Regions from separate parts of the Oryctolagus cuniculus genome. Here region 1 is linked to region 2. Evidence: chromatin contacts called from public Micro-C data. All regions are on one chromosome and are shown on one strand. The core of a region is the stretch at or near the end of the contact, and the rest is flanking DNA. Distances in the headings are between cores, read along the strand shown. Region 1 has its middle 150 kb from the start of MEIS1. Region 2 has its middle 250 kb from the start of ETAA1.

Region 1 (6,519 bases), core at 415-2,914, 1.1 Mb after region 2:
TTTGCGTGCCCCGCGCCCGGTCCCTCCGCAAACCTATCTGTCAAGGAGTAGGGAGTTGAGACATGACACGTTAATGCTTTTATCAGGGGACGCTCTCTGCTCCACGGAAAGGGAGGGAGGCTGGGAGGCGAGCGCGGCCGAGGAGGAGCGGAGGCAGCACTCGGCGGCTCCTGCGGAAATTCATATTCCGTGTATGTTCCTCCCTCACCTGAAATAAATCCTGCAGGCCTACCCACACAAACCCCGCGGCCCTTATTTATTTGCATGTCATGCTTATAATACGGCAGAAAGCAAGACGGATCTCCGAGGAGAGGCGGGGATGGGGCTCACCTTTCAGGCTCGCTCTCTGAAATAAAAAAGAATTGACCGGCTGGGCGCCTCAGAATTTATCTTGAGTTTGTGGTCATTATCTCTATTATATAGCCCCGGCAATAAATAAATCGGGTGGTTACTACCCAACAATAAAACTGTAGTGTATGGGACACCTTACTATTACTTTCTTAATAATCTGCCGTTTCTTTCCCTTTAAATCTTCCCAGTCTTGTCTTCCCACCCGTCTACAAGGATCTATCTTCACCCCCGGAGGTACCAGACCGTTCGGATCATTTTTATATTTTGTGAACACAATAAGTTTTCCTGTCTAGACTTTCTGTTTTTCCTCCCATTTGGAGGCTGCCTAATCTGCTTCAAGACAAAGGGTCGGCCCAGATCAAATGTCTTTCCTCCCCCTCTCTTTATTTTAAACTCTTTGTGCGTCCCTGAGAAGGAAGATCGCCCCCCTCGCGGCAGCCCCAACCGGGGTCGCTGGACACAAGGGAGCCACGCGGGCTGCGGGGGCCGGGCGCGGGGAACGCGGTCGGTGCCTCGCCGGGCACGCCCCTGGGCGCGCACCGAGTGCGCGGGTCTCGTCGAGGAAGACTGCCCAGAGCAGCTGTCGCCCGGATTCGTGACCATGCGCGTGCCTGCCCCTCTAGGGATTCACAAGGGTCCCATGCTTCTGACTTCTCCCGGCTCGCCCTGCACCCGGGCACAGCGCGCCTCCCGCGGACGCGAGCGCGAGCAGCCTGGACCCGCCTGACAAGTCGGTCCTTGCTCCTCCGCGGGCTCCCCGGGGTCTGCGGGCCTTAAAAAACCCCCACGAGGGTTGCTTGACCCCGGGAGCAGGAGCAGAGATGGGCGAGGGTGGGGGAGGCGCGCCTGGCGGTTCGCAGACGGGCGCGCGAGCCGGTGAGCCTGAACTCACACCTGGGGCTCGCCTCCTGCGCGCGCCGTGACCCTCTCCCTCCGCAGCCGCGACCCCCAGGCAGGCGCGAAGCGCAGTCTGGGCCTGGCCTGAGCTTGGCGAAGCCCTTAGGGGCCCTCAGCCCCTGCGGGAAGAAGGAGCCCAGTCGACGTCCGGCCGGCGCCTTCCCAAGCCACCGCCGCACTGGCTTTCACTCCAGCGCGGAAAGTGACGCGGACCCCGGAATGACCGTCTTATCCGCCACGCTGGGGCAACCCTGGGAGGGCGCAAGGGAGGATGCGAGGTTCGAGGAAGCGACCCAGGGGCAGTGGGAAGGCTGGAAAAGAAAACAGACAGACCTGCGTGGGTGCCCCTTTTGTCTTTTACACTACTGGTCCCAAGAAACCAACTTAGCAGCAACAAGCCCCCACCAGGCTTGTTTGTGTTTGTGTGCCTTAGATCAGAGGGCTCAAGACCAGACTTCAAGACCGCGGCGAGGCCACTGGCAGTGGCGGGGACGCTGAACTTCTCACCTTTCTGAACTCAGTAACAACCCGTCCTTCGGAAGATCCACGCCGCCGTGTGTGCGTGCGCGCGCGCGTGCGTGTGTGTTTCGCTGCTAATTGCGTTTTGCTGTGATGATCTTTTACGACTAGAAAACAAACGGCTGGGAAAATATTCACATTTAGGACAGAAAACATTTTTTATTTATATCTCTGACATTTAAAAAGAGCAGAATTAATTTGCCCTGTCTACATTAGCATTGAGAGAAAGTTTCCGAAATCTACCCAGGGGGAAAGGAGGGAAAAAAGAAAGCGAAGGAAGGAAAAGAAAAGCTAGCCCTGGTTTTTCTTATTCCAGATCTGTAATCAATCATTGAAATAGGAGGCAGGAAAAATTGTAAAGATTCGATAGATTAAAATGCAAATGAAAGGTAGAAAAAGAAACATTAACATGGCGATCAAAGATTTAATAACCGTAAATCAAGTTTTTTTCTGTTGCAGCTGCAGTTTGTGTGTGTGTTTATGTTTTAATCATGTTCGTTCCATAAATAAATAATTTCTGAAACGAGACTAATTTTTCATTATTTTAACCGTGGGCTATAATACTAAATATTAAAAATAGAAAGCATACACGACTCCAGATCCCCAACCAAAGAAGAGAAAGACTTGTGTTGATTGGTTAAAATCAAGTGGTTTCATTTGTGTGTTTTGAAAATTATGCTAAAAAAATTCTATCTCAACTGACAGAGCCCAAAGTTTTATTTTCCCTTTAATATTTTATGTTAACGACAAGATACCATTTATATTGAATGTATTCGACGCTGCGTTTCCATTTCTGTTTGAGCGTTTTCAAAGAATGAACACTCCAGGAATATTGAAATAATACAAAACATGTATTATTTCAAAGTGATTTGACAGAATTCCTGGAAAATAATACTTTTCAGAAGGATCTGCCCTCTGCTGAAAAATTATGTGATGATTCAACTCAGCTAAAACTTTCTCAGCTTTATCATTAAAGTTCTTTTTCCAGGTGGGAATATTTTAGCCCTTTGTTTTGTTATCACTCACCTTAAGGTTTTATGTCACGGTGTCAGAATATTGGAGCACGTTTTTATTTAAGCACTCATTTTCTCAACTACGGGAAGGCTTTTCATGTTGGTCTTTTAATTTAAAACATTATAATGTTGATTTTAAAATGTCTAGAACTTTGAAAATAAAGCTTACTCTTTCCTTCCTGTCCACCCCTTCCTTCTTCCTTATCTCCCTACCTCCCTTCCCCCTTTCTTTCTTTCTTCGTGGTCTTATTAATATAGGGGACTTCATCTTCAGAAGATTGGAAACTTTTCTTTTTGGAAATAGAGGTTTTCAGTGTTTAAACTAAACTCCTTGTTTAATTCTGTCTTTGAAAGAGTCATCTGCCCTAATTTGTTGAAATAATGAGTTAGAATTGTCTCAATCCTTCCTCTTTCTACAAATTAAGATGATAACCAAATCTGGAATGCACACTTCTCTTCAGAACCTGTAAGTCAGATGTGACCCAAGTGGATGTCCACTCTCCCCCTCCCCCCACCCATCCTAGCCAAACAATCACGTTTTCACTTTGACAGTCCAATAATACATTTAGTTTAAAATTACACTTGGACTTTTCCTCCTTTGTATTTTTTCATTTATGTCAGTGTAACAAGATGACTTGATTTTCATGGGATTACATGCACTCCATTCAGTGTCACTGGGACATTTCTGCTCAACTAAATACTTGCCTTAATAGACGAATGAACTTCTTTTTATTTGCTGGAGTTTGTAGATGATTTTAGATACAGAGTGTGCAACTGATTTAGTTATTGTTGTGAGAATCAAGCAGGCACAAAAGTCATCTATCTAAACCGAAGAGATATGACTGAAAAAGGGAGAAGCAAGGGCAGAATCATGGGGAATTATTTCAGTTTATAGCTCTTATTAATTAAACCGGAAATGGTTTTATTCGACCCTTTTAGTGCCGACCTTGTTAAAAGCTCTTAGCTACCTTTCTTCTCCTCACTCCCAATTTTTTCATTCATAAGGTCCTCTGTTGATGAGGGTTGCTTTTTTTAGATTACATCATTCAGCATTTACAGACTAAATATGCGTCTTGCGACGGTCGCACTCCTCCCAGAAAAAAAAAAAAAAAGAAGTAGAAGAAGAAAAGAAGAAGAAATGCTTTCCTCATTCAGTTTCAGCATTTTGTTTCGTTGAAATGCAAGACAGGTACTTGATTTAGCATTTAAGCAAAAGGTTACACAAACCGCGTTTTAGAAAGTGTTGGGACGTCGGACAGGGTCAGCCCCAGATCAGATCATTTTTTGAATGCAGACCTAAAGATAATGAGTACTTGTTGTATTAAAGGGGACAAACAGTACTTCGGCTTCCTCTGACCCCAGAATGCACGGCTTGGTTTCATTGATCATCCTCCTTTATGAGATAATGCAATTACAAACATCAATAAGGGGCTGCAAGGGGAATCATTATGCGGTGACAGTGATAAATGACGGTGCAGAAATAGCATGCTTTTTCCCCCCTAACAATCCCGGAGCCCAGGGGCTCCGGGGGCTGAACACAGTCGCCAAGGAAACAGATGACATCCCAAACGGCACCAAAGGAAAAAAAATGAACAGTCTTTCTTTGCCTTTCACTCTTTTCCGTCTTCCAAAGAGTTAGTTTTGGCTGTAGCAGCAGCTGCCACACAGGCATTTCGTTATTTCAGACATTAAAGACTGGAGCGGGCGGTGGGAGTCTCCTCCCCTTCCACCCCCACCCCCGCTAGATAACACACAAAGCCGGCTGTTCACAGTTTAGGGCTACCTGCAAACGCACGTCTCCAAACTCAGATGGGGGGCGGGGGCGGTGCGGAGAACGCGCATTTACACAGTCTCTGCGTTGTGTTTCCCCCGCTTTTGTCCCGTGGAAACTGAGTCTCCACAACACACTGGCGCCTGGCGGGTCGGCCAGTAAAGGGACGGGTGCGCGTGGCTCGCCTCCATCTCCCCGCCGTGCCAGACGCTGCTCCGTGCCAAGGCGAAGGGTGGGAGCAGGCGTCGGAGAGGGGCGTTTGCCGCCGCGCCGGTTTCAGAGATGGAGTTCTCCAAGGGCGCGGGGGTCGTCCCTCCATCCAGGAATCTATTTCTTTTTCTTTTCTTTCTTTCTTTCTTTCTTTTTTTTTTTTTTTTGAAACCCCGGGGTACCTTCCAAGTGGCTTTAAGAGGGCCCCGGTGAGCAGCCGCCCCCGCTTCCACCCCCCCCGCACAGACACCCATGCCCAGAGAGGTGGGTGAGGTACAGAGACGCGAACCAGCGATGCGAGGATACCCGCGGCTGTCAGGGGCTGGAGGGAGGCAAGAGGCTCAGGATCCTGTCACTTTGGGGCGAGGGGGAGGAAGAACGTGTCGAGGTGCCAGGCAGGCCTAGGAGGAAAGGCAGATGGGAGGGGAGGGGGAGAGCGGGCCGGCACAATCCCACCCCTTCCAGGAGGTCGCTAACCCGGAGAGAGCGCACACAGGGCTCCTGACCCCTGCCGGGCACGCCTTGGCTTGGAGCTGGGGACCCCCGCGCGGCGCGCCCTGCCACAAGGTGGGACCCGCCTCAAGAGCGGACCGGCGGGCGGGAAGCAGGTGACTTTATTCACTGCTTCCCCAATCCGCGAGGTCCCGGGACTCATTTTCCGCCTGGAGATTAAGATCATTGCTCGCGTAATGAACTTAATGCTTTAGGGTAGAGGTGAGTGTGTCTGCGAGTGGGCAGGGGTAAGAATTACCGACCCGATCGATGGGAGACTGGCTTAAAAGTAAATCCTTTCCCTCCGGGGCTTTACCGGCAGGGTTTCCCCGTCCTGGGTCGAGCGCGCCGGGAGGGCGGCAGGCAGCGCGCGGAGGGGCGACCCGGGGACGCGGCCAGCCGGGGCCAAGGCCCTCAACACGTTCCCCTACGTCCCTACCGAGACCCCCGGGGTATCATTTTTTAGGGCAAAGACGCTTTAAAGCTCAAACATTGGCGAACTGATTGCTCAATATGTTGTTTGTTTTTCCTTTCAGCTCCGCCTTGGGAGAGAATGTTTCAGACGCGCTGGCTGGCGGATCGCGCGGAAAGGGGACCTCCCCCGCCCTTCCGGCAGCCCCCAGCTCGGGCCCCGGCCCCCCACCCTCCCTCCCTCCCTGCCCCTTGCTGGGCCCTGGGATTCCCAGCCTCGTGGAGAGGGTGCACCGTGGCCACCCTAAGGGCTTCGGGACGCCGAGCAGCCAGGCGTGCGCGGCGTCACCGGAGAAGGGAGTGAGTGCAGGGAGAACGCCCGGCCAGGCGGAGCGCCCCCTCTATCCTGTTCCAGGTTCTCCTATGGCGTGCAATACGCCTACCCCGGAGCTCCGCGAGGGGCTGCCGGGATCCCAAAGGAGGGGAAAGTTAGCGGAGCTTTGCAAGTGCGCCGAGGGAGTTCGGGCCTAAAGCGCCCGGGAGAGGCCCAGAGCTCTCTGCTGCGGCTCCCCCCACTCGCCCCCGCCCCAGGGGCCCTGCCCGAGCTCCAGGTGCCCTCCGGTGCCCAGGCTCTCAGGAGCACGCTCCCAGGGCCTGCGTGGGCCTCGGGAATCCGGACAGACGTGGCAGAGTCCAGCACAAAGCACCCCGAGCGCTTCCGAGGGAAAGACACCCCCTTGGAGGTGTCTCTCCACACCTTTCCGTGCAGACCCCGGCCTTTCCGGCGTCCAGACACAAAACCGACCGCGTCCCAGCTCGACTTTCAGGTCGGGAGTGAGCAAGACGTGGGAGGCT
Region 2 (6,428 bases), core at 3,468-5,967:
TGACTGTTAATGAACAACTAAATACATTATCCCTCTTAGTAGTTTTTTTATCTGTTCTACTTAATATGACTGGTTTAGATCTGTAATTGATGCACAGTTATTCTTAAGTGTTGAAAATTAACTGAAATGTGATCCCTGTTGAACATGGTGGTGGGAATGGGAGAGGGAAGAGATGTATAATTTGGGACATGCTCAGGCTGACTTGCCCCAAGTGGTGGAGTTGGAAGCATACCAGGGGATTCCAATTCAATCCCATCGAGGTGGCATGTACCAATGCCATCTCACTGTTCCAGGTGATCAGTTTCAGTTCACAGTTGGTCATGGTGAAGGGACTGGGAGTCAAAGGGAGCACATAGACAAGTCTAGTACCTGCTAACGCTAACTGATGGAGTAAATAAAGGGGAGAGTGATCCAACATGGGAAGTGAGATACTCAGCAGACTCATAGAATGGCAGATGTCCTAAATAGCACTCTGGCCTCAGAATCAGCCCTAAAGGCATTCGGAGCTGGCTGAAAAGCTCATGAGAGTATTTCAGGCATGGAAAGCCAAGACACTCTGGCAAAAGATCTCTGCGAGTGAGATGCCAGTGGAAAGAACAGGTCATCAAAGAAGGAGGTACCTTTCTCTGAAGGGAGGAGAGAACCTCCACTTTGACTATGACCTTGTCTAAACAGGATAAGAGTCGGAGAACTCAGAGGGCTTCCATAGCCTTGGAAACTCATGACTGGAGCATAGGGAGATTACTGATGCCATAGACAGGAGTGTCAATTGGTAAAGTCAACAACAGGAGTCACTGTGCACTTACTCCTCATGTAGGATCTCTATCCTTAATGTGCTGTACATTGAGATTTAATGCTATAACGAGTACTCAAACAATATATTTCACTTTGTGTTTTCAGGGGGGTGCAAACTGTTGAAATCCTTACTTAATGCATACTAAACTGATCCTCTGTAAAAAAAAAAAAAAAAAAAAAGAAATTATCAATTCCCAACTTGACTCTCACTGGGATTGAACATGACAATAGGTCTGCTCTGATTTCATCATCATTTAAAAAAATCATCTATTATTTTTCACTTTACATTTCTGTGTGGGAGCAAACTGTTGAAATCCATACTTAATGTATACTAAGCTGATCTTCTGTAGATAAAGATAATCGAAAATGAATCTTGATGTGAATGGAAGGGGAGAGGGAGTGGGAAAGGGGAGGGTTGTGGGTGGGAGGGACGGTATGGGGGGGAAGCCACTGTAATCCATAAGTCGTACTTTGGAAATTTATATGCATTAAATAAAAGTTTAAAAAAAAACAGGCAAAAATAATCTATAGTGATGGAAGGAATCCTAACTGAGCTTGAGAGAGTCTTCTGGGGTGTGCTGGATTCTTCTGTGTCTTAAAAATCTTATTAACCAGAGTGCTGGTTACGTGAGTACATGCATACATATACTCAAAATTCATGCAACTGGACAGCTACAATATATGTACTTTGTGTCTAGTATACACCCATTTTGAAAAAGTAAAAGCAAAACAAAGAAAAAGAAATCTCCCTCTACAAGCTAGCATCTTCTCATTCATTTAAATATGTATCACACAAAGCCACTTCTTTCATGTAGCCCTCCAGGACTTCTCCTTTCCTCTGCATCTGCGCAGACGGGCCTCCTGAACTCGGGAGTCCAGAGAGCGCCCCCAGCACAGAGCCACACGGTTTATATACCCGCAGCGACCAATCAAAAGCACTATAATGTCCATGCACACAGCAGTCCAATCCGTGAGCTGATCATGTGAAAGGCATGCGTCCTCTATCCAATCAGCTACGGGATCACATGGGAGGCATGCACACAGCAGTCCAATCCGTGAGCTGATCATGTGAAAGGCATGCGTCTTCTGTCCAATCAGCTACGGGGTCACATGGGAGGCATGCACCTCGTCGCCATTTTGTTGTTTACTTCTTCAGCAGTTCCTTTCCCTGTCAGTGTCATCTTGTTCACCCTGAGGGGGACGACGTCTCACTCCTTTTGTTCCCCTGGAGGGAGAGCGGCGTCCCGCTTCCCACACCGTTATCTGAGTATTAGGAGGCATACAAACTGGGTTAGGTCTTAGCACAGCCAGGCACAAGTGTCGCAGCTAGCTAAGCATAGGGTCCCTTATTTTTATAGCTGCACCTAATTTTAGCTCTGGGGGAAAAAGTTTAGGGCTATAATTTTTAAACTTTAATTTTATTTGGGGCAAAGGTGACTTCTTGTTTTTAATAGTGTTAGCTTAAGTCACTCCATCTTGGTTTGAATTTTAAGGTTCTTCAACAGAGAGAAAGGTCTTCCATTCCGAAATGGCCACAATGGTTGGAGCTGGGTTGATCCAAAGCCAGGAGCCGGGAGCTTCTTCCAGGTCTCCCAAGTGGGTGCAGGAGCCCAAGCACCCGGGCCATCTTCCGCTGCTTTCCTAGGGCATAGCTGAGAGCTAGATCGGAAGTAGAGCAGCCGGGACTCGAACCAACGCCCATATGGGATGCTGGCACTGCAGGCAGCGGCTTTACTTGCTACGCCACGTCACCGACCCCAATTTATACTCCAATTAAAATGCAGCAGAATTCAAATTTCCTGCCATCTTTACAAGCACTTGGTATAATCAATCTTTTTCACTGAAACTATCTGGTATGAGTGCAGTGGGTGGGTGTGTGTGGGGGGATCTCCTTGTGGGTATTTTTGTTGTTGTTGTTGGATTGTGTGTTTTTGTACTGTTTTCTGTACTTACCCCTCAAGTATCTCGTATGTTGCCTTTTTATAGATGCTTCTGATTATGTAACTTGATTTTAAAAGTTTGGATTTCAGGTTTCCTGGCTTGCCTCCCCTATTTCCAATATGACATTATGTTTTCCCTTGCAATCTCCCTAAGAGCAATGTAAAACCCAAGCATGTTGATATGACATCATCAGGTCATTGTCTTTTAAGAATGTAATATTTCATCTTTTACAGGGTGACCCTATTCTAGTTTAGAAGGGGAAATAGAAAACAGGACTTGAGAACTTGAAAGAGAAAATTTGGGTCAGTCTCCAGCTTAATGCAGTTTCCATTCTTAGAGCCAACATGCCGTCTAGTCAATGCACAAAGGGAGTCGCTGGGGGAGTGGGAACTGTTGGTTTCATTACATGTTCATTATACCACTGCACTGGGGTGTCTAGGATTTTGCCCTTACGAAGAAATTAAGGGTGTTATGCTTCATTTCCTGTTTTGGAAAACAGAGTCTTTGACTTAAAAGGGGGGGGAGTGTAATTGCTTATTGTTTTTAAAAATTGGGTTGATAATTCATCATATCATAATTAAACCAATTAGAATGCTATTATTTTCCAACAGCTTTAATGAGGTCTTATACTTGGCAGGGAACCTGTGAGACCAAAAAATACCGCCATTTGTTAAAAGATGGAGAAATTCTGATGATGACAAACGACTCTATTAAGTTGCCTTTTGGTTAATAAGATTTATGCATTAATCTAGTTAGGCTTTGTCCCCTCGAGTTTGGCCACCTTCTAAAGTTTTCCAATTTTCTACCATGCCTCTCCTGCTCTCCCACCCCCATCTCCTCCTCAGAGAATTCCTGGCGTCTGAGTTAAAATAGGTGGAAACACTGTCTCTTTCCAGCCGAGGCTCCCCAGCTTGGTTGGAATGCTCGTCTGGTTGTAATAGAGCCTGCTTTTTGGCCAGCAACTCTTAAAATAGCTCCTCGGCTTATAAAGCAGAAAATAGAAGCTTGGGCAGCCCGAGGGTTGCTTACTTGGTGCTTCTGGCCGCTGGCTTTTGGGGGCACTGTTGCTCCAGCCTGAGAGCTCAGCAGGGCCCTGGTGAGTGATGGCTCTCCACTGCGCAGTTTGGGATCTGCACTCCTTGTCAAGTAATCATTACAAATGTTTCGTGCAGGAGCAAGCAGGCTCTGAGCAGAGGTCTGCCTCGCTGAAGAAGCCAGGGCCTGAGGGGTGGGGATTGGTCTGTCCGTGGTAAAATTTTCCTCTTCAACAGTGTAATTAAGTGCTAATTAACTAAATGAGTGTAAACGTTGAAGGCCGAGATAAATATCTACATTTCCTTAATCTATTTTTTTCCCTTCTAAAATTTGATAAAGGAAATTTGGATTTAATGGGGGATATATGTCATTTTTTTTTTTTAAAGATTGCAAATCTGTTTAGAAGGGACTCAGATCCACTGGTTTGGATTTCTACAGGATAAGTTAACAGCATATAAATATAGAAGAGGGACGATAAAATGCGGATGCGATATTGCCATAATTATGTTAAGGAGGCTTAGCGGAGCTACCTTTTGGAAACATCTGGTTTGTTTCTGTTCTTTCCACATCCTGCAGATGTTGCTGAACCCATGAGATATACTGACAGGAGAATACATTAGCCCATGAAGTCATTCCAATGAATAAAGCAAAGGGTAGCCTCTTAACTTTCTAAAAAATCTAGTTAGAAAAGAATTCTGCTTTCAGAGCAGGCAGAGATTAGGCCAATAATTGAGAGGGGCCCAGGGCCTTCTAAAAGTGTCAATAGTGATCTGTTCTTGCCAAAGGGGAAAAGAGGCGCTTTGTGGAGGGCAGCCAGAGTAATAAATGGGAATCTTTGTAATTCAAGCACTTTCTCATTACCTTCCTCGGCTAGTGATTAGAAATGGGGCGGAAAAGGGGGCGAGGAGGCCCACTCCCGTGCTTGGTCACGGAGCTGAAGCTCCGGAGTCCATCTGGTCTCCAGTTCCCCTGCCTCTCCACGTGAGAGCCAGAAGCAGGTACATCTCCTCGGGAGATGATGCGTGGTCGAGGTGCCATCTGTGGAGTGGTGCTGACGACAGCTGCGTGATGCCTGGCAGTCCTGTGTCAACGCCCTCCCCAGCGGGAAAGGACAGCGGCAGGCACACGTCGGCTGAGCCTTCAGACGGCACACACAGACAGCCCAGCGGGGCCAGTGTGGGAGTTGGAGTTTATTAAATAGGGGGTGGTTTCCTATGAGATTAGCACCCTGAAATTAATGCAAAGTTAGGAAATATTTTGGCTTGCAGCCCGCTTGGCAGAAGGATCAGCAACCTGGAACGGTCAGAAGGCTGAAGCCTTAAAGGGCCATGTCATGTTTAGTCTCTGGCCAGCCATGATCTTTAAATTTCCCCACATTTACATCACTCCTTTGGGCTACATCATGATGCATTCAGAAGGCCTCTATTAAAAGCTGGAACAAATGCTTTCTGGCCACTAGCCTGGCAGACAAGAACACGCTCACATAAAGCCTTTGGTGAAAATCTAGTGTTTCTGTGGTTTGGCTCTAAGTTTTTGACCTCTGCTTGCTGATCTCCAGTCCTATCTGCCCTTGTCCTTTTGGGGGAAAAGCAAAGAATCTCTACCATGACTCACAAAAGACTAGTTCTTGCCTGGACTCAGTAACTCACAGTACTCCTGGCTTTGGGTTCCTGGGAAGGAGTCTCTGCTGCTTGCGGCTCATACTTTCCATTTTAGCAACAGTTTTGTAGGTGGCTCCACCAAGCACCTAGCTCCTAGCTGCGCCATTTCCCCCAGCCTCTGGGTCATGAGAAATCTTATTGAGCTCATCAAAGAGCGCTGCCAAATCAGGGAGTGTGTTTAGCTTCCTTCCAGCCCTCCCTGCACAGCCCCGCACCCAGAGTTACAAGGCCTTTCGTTGCCTTTGCAGTTGGATAATTTCTGTTCTTGATATTTTAGTCATACTTCCTAATGTTCCATTGACAGATTAAACCCAGTATTACCAGCTTGCTGCTCTTTGGGAGTGTCCATCACTAATATAAACCTTGCTCCTTAAGGAAAGAGGTTTAGCCTCTTTGTCATTATCATTGTGATAATTTTTAACATTCATATCATCTTTTGGGTTACTAACATGGTTTCGCATCTTTGTTTCTGCTTTTCCTCACAGAAATGATGACAATAGGCCTGGCAGAAATTTGGATGTTGAGATTATAGGTGCCATATACCCACTGGAACTGGATTCAACTGGATTCAACTCATTTAGAATCTGTGTTCAGCATTTTTCCTGAACATAGCAAGGCCTTACTAATACTTCAGCATGGTAGAAACTTATGAAGACAGTCCCGAGAATGGGAATATTCTTGTAGAGCAGCGTAGATATAGAATGGGAGAAAATAGGTCAAGTGTAGGTATGCCAAGAATGGAAAATCCAGACAGAAGAAAAAGGGAGGTTACAGCTGTTTTTCCTTACAATGTATTTTGCAAGATTTCAATGAGTATATGTTATGAAAACTGTTCTATAGCCAAACAGGCTTGGTAAATATTATATTAAACAAAATCATGAAAGTGCTTCGATTATAACACACTCAGAGCCTTTGACACACATTATCAATTCTCAAGGCAGGAATCAGATGTGCTGTGAGCATTTGGCAAACATATTTGACCCAAGGCCCATCTTG

What was found. A called contact is a pair of places that touch in the nucleus more often than the background predicts.
Region 1: a contact with region 2 is called in a Micro-C map of ear pinna, with 5 times the contacts expected there. The contact joins two enhancer-like sites. A contact is called at or near these places in 2 of 6 Hi-C or Micro-C datasets (ear pinna and psoas muscle).

The regions. Positions count from the first base shown.
Region 1 is chr2:136,082,062-136,088,580 of mOryCun1.1, forward strand. No RefSeq gene overlaps it. Among named protein-coding and RNA genes, the nearest start is that of MEIS1, 150 kb to the right of the region's middle. Within about 2 kb of position 1,665, at least 2 of the 8 cell types and tissues checked have an H3K27ac peak or open chromatin away from gene starts, as enhancers often do. A contact at or near this core is called in ear pinna, where this site is marked.
Region 2 is chr2:134,986,809-134,993,236 of mOryCun1.1, forward strand. No RefSeq gene overlaps it. Among named protein-coding and RNA genes, the nearest start is that of ETAA1, 250 kb to the right of the region's middle. Within about 2 kb of position 4,718, at least 3 of the 8 cell types and tissues checked have an H3K27ac peak or open chromatin away from gene starts, as enhancers often do. A contact at or near this core is called in ear pinna, where this site is marked.